3 separate regions of the Sus scrofa genome follow, and all the other regions are linked to region 1. The links are chromatin contacts, called in public Hi-C maps. All regions are on one chromosome and are shown on one strand. Each heading gives the region's core, a stretch centred on a gene start, on an enhancer-like site or on the middle of the called end of the contact. The rest is flanking DNA. Distances are from core to core; before and after follow the strand shown. Region 1 holds the start of TFE3 (transcription factor E3). Region 2 holds the start of OTUD5 (OTU domain-containing protein 5). Region 3 holds the start of PIM2 (serine/threonine-protein kinase pim-2).

Region 1 (2,700 bases), core at 191-2,690:
CCTTTGTTATGTGGATGATGATGATATGTGTGTGTGTGTGTGTGTGTGTGTGTGTGTGTGTATGGGGACGTTCGTGTTTACCAAGTCGACTTGATAATAAGGGAAATAAGGGTGCCAATACAGAAAGGTACAAGGCAAATGGAAGTTCAGTGAAGTTCCCAGTGGTGCAACTGATGGGCATGGTCTTGGGATGCTGGGAAGAATTTAGGGAAGGTTGTTGGTCCTGGTGTTTTGTGAGTTGACTGTGCACCTGAAGGTGTGAGTGGGACCCTCCGCTGTGTGCAAGCCAACTTGCATACATTTAGCACACAGAGGAGCTCAATCAATGTTTGCTGTACCAGTGCACAAATGAGTGAATCAATTTTTTTATTTTTGTCTTTTTAGGGCCGCACCCGAGGCATATGGAGGTTCCCAGGCTAGGGGTCTAATTGGAGCTACAGCTGCCGGCCTCCGCCACAACCACAGCAACGCCAGATCCGGGGGGCGTCAGCGACCCACACCACGCTCACCGCAACACCGGATCCTTAACCCACTGAGCGAGGCCAGGGATCAAACCCGAAACCTCGTGGTTCCTAGTTGGATTCGTTTCCGCTGCGCCACGATGGGAACTCCTGAATCAATGAATTTTTGGAGAGGTTATTGTATACCAAAAAATCTGCTAGCACTATTCATAAATTACTTCTACTCCCTATAAAAATGTCGCCAGACAGGTATTAAGACCCCCATTTGACGGCCAAGAAAGCTGAGGCTCCGAGAGGGTAAGTCCCTTGTCCATATCCAAACCCAGTTCTGTATAACAACAGAAGTCATCCACCGAAGGGAGCGGATCTAATGTCCATCTTTCCACTCATTCAGCCATCCGTCAAGGATTTTACTAAGCACCTACAGTGTAGCACAACGACCTAGTACAACAACCGCTCTGAACAACAAAGAGCAGACGGAGCGCTTCCTGGAAGACCAGCTGGATCGCTGGACTGTAGGTACCGAGAGGGCAGGGTTTCTGGTGCGCAATTCAAGGGAACGTAGCTGCCTAGGCCTCAAGGCTTAGGCTTTGGCTTAGCAGGCACCGCTAGATCAAGGTTGGAGCGCGGTCTGGAGAGTGGATATTACGAATGCTGGCCGAGAGAGGGCGCGATTCCGCAGCTAGAAGCGTAGCCTGGAGAGCCTCCGCGCGCCGACCGGGCTTCAGTACGCAGGCGCAGAGGCCCTAAGGAGCGGCTTACTATCTTGCGGAGGGATAATTTGAGAAGAAGAGGCGTGACTCAATCAAATTACCTCTCATTGATTTGCCTCTCTCTGAGGGCGTGGCCTAGGTGCCCCCTTCTCGGAAAAAGGGCCTGCCGAATCTAGTCTTCTTTTGGCTTCGGAGGCGTAGCTTAGGGCGGGCCCTTGAAACATCCCTCGACGATTGGTCGTCTCACCCAGAGGGCGTGGCCCGGCGAGCTGTCTATCCATCATGCGGTCACTTCCTGTGGAGTTTCCCCAGCCCAGGGAGGAGGGGGAAGAGGACGAGGGGGAGGAAGGCGGTCGTCCGGGGTTAGGTTGGGGGGGGTGTCGGTCCGTTTAGGGCGGGGGATGACTCACGGCCCATCCCATCTCCCCGACGCCGCCCGCCGGCGCAGAGCTCGCTCCATGGCTTAGCGGAGGAGGCGGTGGCGAGCGGGGGAGGGGGACTCTTATTTTGTTGGGGGGACCGGGCCGAGGCCCGACCGGCCTGGCAGGGCTCGCCCGGGGCCGGGCGTCATGTCTCATGCGGCCGAGCCAGCTCGGGACGGCGTAGAGGCCAGCGCGGAGGGCCCTCGAGCCGTGTTCGTGCTGTTGGAGGAGCGCAGGCCGGCCGACTCGGCCCAGCTGCTCAGGTGCGGGGCCGCCTGGGACCGGTAGTGCTGACTGGGGTTCCCGGGGGCCTGATCTGGGGGCAGCGGGGGCCCAGGACTGTGATCGGAGGCCCTTGGCCTAGGCTTGGAGGACGTCGGGGCGCCCGACTTGGGGGGGGCACCTAAGGAATCTGGCGGTGGCCTGCTTGGACTGAGGCTTAAAGGAGTCGTGGAAGTACATTAAGAGAGGCCTTGTTCAGATTTGGGGGGCCCTTGACTGGGTCTAGAGGGACTGATTCTGTTGTGTCCACAAACTGGTCTAACGTCGCTGAACTTCAGGGACTGAGACTCTGATTAGAGGTTGAATTTGGGATTCTTGAGTCAGGTATGAGGAGAATGAATTTAAGGGGCCACTCTGTAAGTGAGGTACTGATTTTAAGGCTTCTTTTCCCCTCAGAGAGAGGGTCCTAGGAGTCAGAGGTGCTGTCTCAGGAGCTTGGTGACTCCCAGTGGCTGGTTGCTGGAGGCTGTGTTTGGGGAAACTTGACTCTGAAGGGATTTGGGGCTATCTCAGATATGCTGCGTGGGACCAGCCTTGGGAGTGTGTGCGAGTGCACAAGAAAAGCAACATTCATCAAGACTTGATCAGAATAATCCCTCCACTTGCCCACCCGTCCAGCTGGGTCAGATCCAAGGGATAGTGGGAAAGTCCTCTTCTCACACCCTCAACAGGGGCTTGAATGGGAGTCAGTCAGACAGACAGGCAATGGAGGTGGTGCTAACACTTAACTCATTGAAGGCCTCATCAGACCTTATTGGGGAACCCAGAGGAGGATCTTGTTCCTGAGGCCACCTGCCCTAGCCTCTCAGCCAGCCCTTTTCA
Region 2 (2,700 bases), core at 188-2,687, 87 kb after region 1:
AGTAGTGCAATTGGCAGGTGATGGTGGCTTAGACCGGGAAGTGGCAGTAAGAGTTGGAAAGTCAAAAGATTTCAGAGATAGAAGTGGCAAGACTTGGGATCAACAGGTATGTGGAAGTTGAGGAAGAAGGAGCAGTTGACTTCCAAGTTCCCTGGCTTGGGCAAAGGCTGGGTGTCATTCATTCACTGTCAGTGGGAACATCAAAGCTGTTGCACACATAATGACAGGCACATAGCAACTACTTGGTAAAGGCTACCTACAATTATTATTGTAAGTTCAGATCCAGATGTGTAATGCTGGACAAATATCCAGCAGGGAGTGGGATATAGGGTTGAGTGAGACGGTCACGAGAAGAATCAGTATGATAATGTGCGCAGGCATTTTGCACAGTTCCCTAAACACCATAAGCCCATTAAGTCTCATGAGCTGAAAACACCACCAAAAAAAAAAAAAAGAAAGAAAGAAAAAGAAAACACAGCTCTATTCTGTTTATTACTGCCACCCTTCAGTAAGAACTTCAACTAGGGTTGGCATCTGAAGGGAGAAAATTAGGTGGCACTCAGAAGAGCTTGTATTGCTTGGTTCCTAAGATTGGCAGGGAACCCTCACCTCTCCCGACACCTTCGTGGTTCGTGAGCTCATCTGAATTCTCCAACTGCACCCTGAGGTAGTTTGGGCAGGCATTATCATTCTTGTTTCACACAGAGGTAACAAGAGGTAAAATTTACACAATGACTTGCTCAAGGTCAGACAGTTGGTAATGGTTCGCCCATGCCTGGAACAGAGGTCGTCCTGACTCCAAAGCCTGAGATCCTTTCCTTTGCACTGACATGCAGAATAATTAATTGAGCACTTACTGTGTCCTAGGCACAGCGGGAGGCCCTTTGTAAGCATTAATCTCTGAGGCGTAAATTGGAATGATCATGGCCATTTTATAGAGAAGTGGAAATTGAGGATTGGGTGGGTTTTAAATGGCTTGCCAGAGATCACTCAGGAGTGGCAGAGCCAGGATTAGCTTTTAGTTCTCCATCCGTGCAGTAGCAGGAATTTTACCAACCTCATTGTGAAACGCTGGTTGGTGACGGAGCTGGTTTATAAACTTCGCTCGATTCAGGTACACTCAGTTTGGGGGTGCGGGGGGAGGAGAAGAAAAAAAGAGGTGTGGGGGGGTGGAGAGGAAAAGGCTTTGCCGCGCCTGCGCACTAGCCACAGGGGCGGGGAGGTCAACGCGAGGGCGAGAGTGCGGCTGTGCCAGAGAGGGCGTGTCTGCTTTCCAAACACCCCCTGTCCCCACGGTTCAGTCTGTCCCAAGGTTGGCCCGTCCGACGTGAGTGACGATATCTCTTAACCAATCACCGCAGAACTAGGCTTGTTGCCAGGGTGAAGCGGCGCCCGCCTCCTCACCGGATGTGGATTTGCAGGTGGGTGGAACCGGAACTGACGCTTCAGGGTCTAGCTAAGCTCTGGGAGTGTTGATATTTTCCTGTCAGTCCGGCTGACTGCAGCCAAGTTGGAAGCCTGGAAGGGAGGCGATTTTAAAACTGTCGTGTGCGGGGCAGGCCACGCTGTCCAGTTGCAGTACCCCCGCTTGCGAGTCAGAGCCTCGGGGAGAGAAGAGCAGGACGGGGACGACGAGAGGAAAGGCAAGGAACGAGGGTGCCGACTTTGACTGAAATCTGAGACGGAGGGCAGGGGAGGGCGATTATTCGCTTCTGATTGGCCCGTGGGCATCACCGAGGACCCACGCAGCCGCTTCGATTGGTTGGTACCCGCAATTGTTGTGGCGGCGGTGAAGATTTTGCCCACGTACTTCCGAGAGAGAGGCGGGGCTGTGCCCCGGCGCGCGTGCGCAACGCCCCGGGCCCCACCCGGTAGTTCAAGAACCTGCGAGGGGGCGGGGCGAAGAGGTGCTTGTTTTGGTTCTGTTTCCTTTGAAGCCGAAGGCCGGAACGAGCGTAGCAATAATCTTGCTGGACTTGGGGAGAAGGCTACGACAGGCTCGCACCGGTGCCTTCATCTTGGACTTCACATCCGGGTTCTCCAGCCGCGTGACCTGCGCGCCGCCGACGGTTCGAGAACCGGTGCCGCGATCTCTTTATCCGGGTCCCGGCGATCCCGTCGTGCTTCGCGCACCACTGTAGCCCCCTCATCCGGGTCCTCTCCCAGCGTGCCCCGCGCCGGGTTTGCTGGGGGGTACTCGGCAGTGCCGCCATGACTATTCTCCCCAAAAAGAAGCCGCCGCCTCCCGACGCCGACCCAGCCAACGAGCCGCCGCCGCCCGGGCCGCTGCCCCCGGCGCCGCGGCGCGGCGGGGGTGTAGGCGTGGGCGGCGGTGGCACGGGCGTGGGTGGTGGCGACCGCGACCGTGACTCGGGCGTCGTGGGGCCCCGTCCCCGAGCTTCGCCACCGCCTCAGGGCCCGCTCCCGGGGCCACCAGGTGCACTCCACCGCTGGGCGCTGGCCGTGCCGCCCGGCGCCGTGGCGGGACCCCGGCCACAGCAGGCCTCTCCTCCTCCTTGCGGGGGTCCCGGCGGTCCCGGCGGCGGTCCTGGTGACGCGTTGGGTGCAGCGGCAGCGGGGGTGGGCGCGGCGGGCGTGGTGGTGGGTGTGGGCGGCACCGTGGGCGTGGGCGGCTGCTGCTCCGGGCCGGGCCACAGCAAGAGGCGGCGTCAAGCCCCCGGGGTTGGCGCGGTCGGCGGG
Region 3 (2,700 bases), core at 120-2,619, 120 kb after region 1:
TGTGACAGACTCTGGGTAGCTATTTCTGAACAGTGTCAGTGACGGCGCTGCACGTCTGCTGTATGTGTGTGTCTGTGACTGTGACTGGATCTGTCCATGTCTGTTTTTGTGACACTGCCTATCTGTTGCTCTAGCACCTAAGTATATGTCTGGCTTTGGAGCAGTGCATGTGTGTCTCTGGAGTGTTTGTGTGTGTTCCTGTGTCAGACTCTGGGTCTCTCGTTTCTGGAACAGTACAAGTCTTTTCTGTGACACTGCATGTCTGATGGTGCCAGTGTCTTCGTCACAAGTTCTGGCTGTGTGTCTGGCAGGACATATCTGTGTCCTCGTTACATGTAGGTCTATGTGAATCTCTCTGGAGTGCCTTTCTGTAACAGTGCATCTCTCGAGTGTCATTCTGGAACTTGACTCTGGCAGCATGCCTGCCTGACAGTGGATGTCTGTCTATGTGTGACAGTAGGTATCTGCATGTGTGTCTAGGACAAGCTCACATGAATGGCGGCACATGTTTGTGTATTTCTCTCGCGGCAGTTCTGTGTGTGTCTTTGGAGTGCCTGTCTCTCTTCCTGCGGCACGAGAGCTATTTTCCCCAAATCTGTGACTTGACCACCTCCCGGAGCTCTCTCAGTCCGTCTCTCTCATCCGGAAGCATGCCCAAGAAGCCACCCCCACTCTGGCTTGCTCCCATCCCCAAGAACCCCCCCCCCCGCGCGCGCGCCCCATTCGCCATTCCAGATTCTAGATCTGCTGACTGGGCTCACAGCCAGGTCTAGGCAGGTCTGTCTAGGTTAAGGGCTGCACAAACAGCCCGCAGGCCGTGGCCTCCGGGTGTGGGAACACTGCCCTTGACCAGTGCTCCTCCCACGGTGGTGAGGGAGGTTAGCCCTCCCTGACGGCTGAACAGGTTCTTCCAGGATCCTCAGCTTCAGTTTCCGGGCGGAGGCTGCCAGTCGCCTAAAGGGCTCTGGTTCTGGTGTGAGGAGCACCCTTTGGAGACCGGCCGGGATTCTTAGAAGCCTTAGAAGGCCTGGCGTTATCTCCGGCGGCGGCAAAGCAACTTCCTAGAAAAGGAGGCGGTGCATTGAATTTTTTTTAAGTTTATATATCCACGTACACACACTTACATAAAAACAACCCTGCGCAACAACCAAAACAAACGCGGTTGCTGCAAAAGGGATTCCCATAACCAGTTTCCTCTTCGCGCGCGCCCCCCTTATTTGCATGCAGGCCCCGCCCCCGAGGAAGATCCGGGCATGTATTTGCATAAGGGTGCTTGGAACGTTGAGGGTGGTATGCAAATAAGGACTGGCTCCGATTGGCTGGGGTGCAGCAGGTGCCGCGTCCGGATTGATCAAAGCCAAGTGGGCGGGGCCGTCGCCCGGGGCGACTCTCTCGGGAGGCGCGTGCCCTGTCTCAGTAGCGTCGGGGCTGGCGCGCGCGGCGAATCTTAACATCGCGCTGTTTGCCGGCGCCTCTGGGCCACCAGTTTCCTTACCTTCCACCCTGGCGCCCCCCAGTCCTGGCTCCCCAGCCTCGCTGCCCCGGGCGTCCACGCCCTGCGGGCTCAGCGGGCTCAATCTGCGCAGCTCCTCCTCCATGTTGACTAAGCCTCTGCAGGGGCTGCCCGTGGCCCCCATGACCCCCACGCCGCCGCCAGGTGAGAGAGGCTCCCCTACGGCGACCAGGCCGGGCGGGCTGGGGTGATTGAGGGCGGCGCGGGGGGGAGGGGGAGAGGGTCGTGGCCGGCCTCTGCACGCCGCCACCCTGACTTCCCCGCCTCCGCCTGCGTAGGAGGCAAGGATCGAGAAGCGTTCGAGGCCGAGTACCGACTCGGCCCCCTCCTGGGTAAGGGGGGCTTTGGCACCGTCTTCGCAGGACATCGCGTCACAGACCGACTCCAGGTATCCACCACGAGGGTCTTGGGAGGGCCAGGTGTGTGTGTGGCGGCGGCGGGAGCCCGGGGGCTGGGATGCTAATTGACCAGAGAATAAGCGTACAATGTGCGTGTGCTAGGGTCATGAAGGCCGGGATCCGGGTTACTGGGGGTATCCTGGTGCGCGCGCGGGTGCGCGCGCAGACGCGCGGGCGTGGGGGGGGGCGGTCCAGGTGGGTATGTGGGGGGAACGGAGCGGTGGGTTCAAGGCAAGGATTGTGGAGGTCCCGAGAGTGAGACTGGGGAGTGGGGGAGGGGGGAAATCATGAGGATTCTAGACCTTGGAATCCAGGAGAGGTGTATATGTGTGGGAAGGTGGGGACCCAGAGCTGAGATTTGGGGGATTTTGGAGGCAGGTGTCCAGGATGGAGACGTGAGGATCAGAACCCACCCCCGTACAGTCCTGGGGCTGGGGAAATCGAGGGCTTGGGGTGTTAGGACATTCAGAACTCCGCACCCGGAGCGAGGGGTCCTGAAGCCTGGGGGAGAGCCCAGGGCCAAAGATGGTGGGAGAGGTGTACTCGCTTCTGGGGACCTGGAGGGCAGGGGAGAAGCTCCAGCTCATTTGAGGTTGCGGCGTGGAGTGGTTGGGACCAGAAAGACTAGGGCGAAGAGGGTCCAGACTGGGAGGGGTCTGGGGGTTCTCTGCTGGCCCCTTCAGCTCAGCTCACTTCTTCAGGTGGCCATCAAAGTGATCCCCCGGAATCGCGTGCTGGGCTGGTCCCCCTTGGTGAGTATCTTTGGAGTCCTTTTTGACCTGGCGACGC

What was found. A called contact is a pair of places that touch in the nucleus more often than the background predicts.
Region 2: a contact with region 1 is called in a Hi-C map of embryonic fibroblasts, with 2.9 times the contacts expected there. The contact joins the promoter of OTUD5 here to the promoter of TFE3 in region 1. A contact is called at or near these places in 3 of 5 promoter capture datasets (fetal liver and liver), 8 of 47 Hi-C or Micro-C datasets (alveolar macrophages, embryonic fibroblasts, heart right ventricle and 2 more) and 1 of 2 datasets of contacts at active chromatin or transcription factors (alveolar macrophages).
Region 3: a Hi-C map of liver shows a contact between it and region 1, with 4 times the contacts expected there. The contact joins the promoter of PIM2 here to the promoter of TFE3 in region 1. A contact is called at or near these places in 2 of 5 promoter capture datasets (fetal liver and liver), 5 of 47 Hi-C or Micro-C datasets (heart right ventricle, liver, mesenteric adipose tissue and 2 more) and 1 of 2 datasets of contacts at active chromatin or transcription factors (alveolar macrophages).

The regions. Positions count from the first base shown.
Region 1 is chrX:43,115,117-43,117,816 of Sscrofa11.1, reverse strand. TFE3 (transcription factor E3) reads left to right here and starts at 1,440. Exons shown (of 10, transcript XM_003135074.6): 1 at 1,440-1,859. The coding sequence starts at 1,744.
Region 2 is chrX:43,028,208-43,030,907 of Sscrofa11.1, reverse strand. OTUD5 (OTU domain-containing protein 5) reads left to right here and starts at 1,437. Exons shown (of 9, transcript XM_003484107.4): 1 at 1,437-2,700. The coding sequence starts at 2,212.
Region 3 is chrX:42,997,244-42,999,943 of Sscrofa11.1, reverse strand. It overlaps PIM2 (serine/threonine-protein kinase pim-2), which reads left to right and starts at 1,369. Exons shown (of 6, transcript XM_003360311.4): 1 at 1,369-1,657; 2 at 1,792-1,901; 3 at 2,613-2,663. The coding sequence starts at 1,597.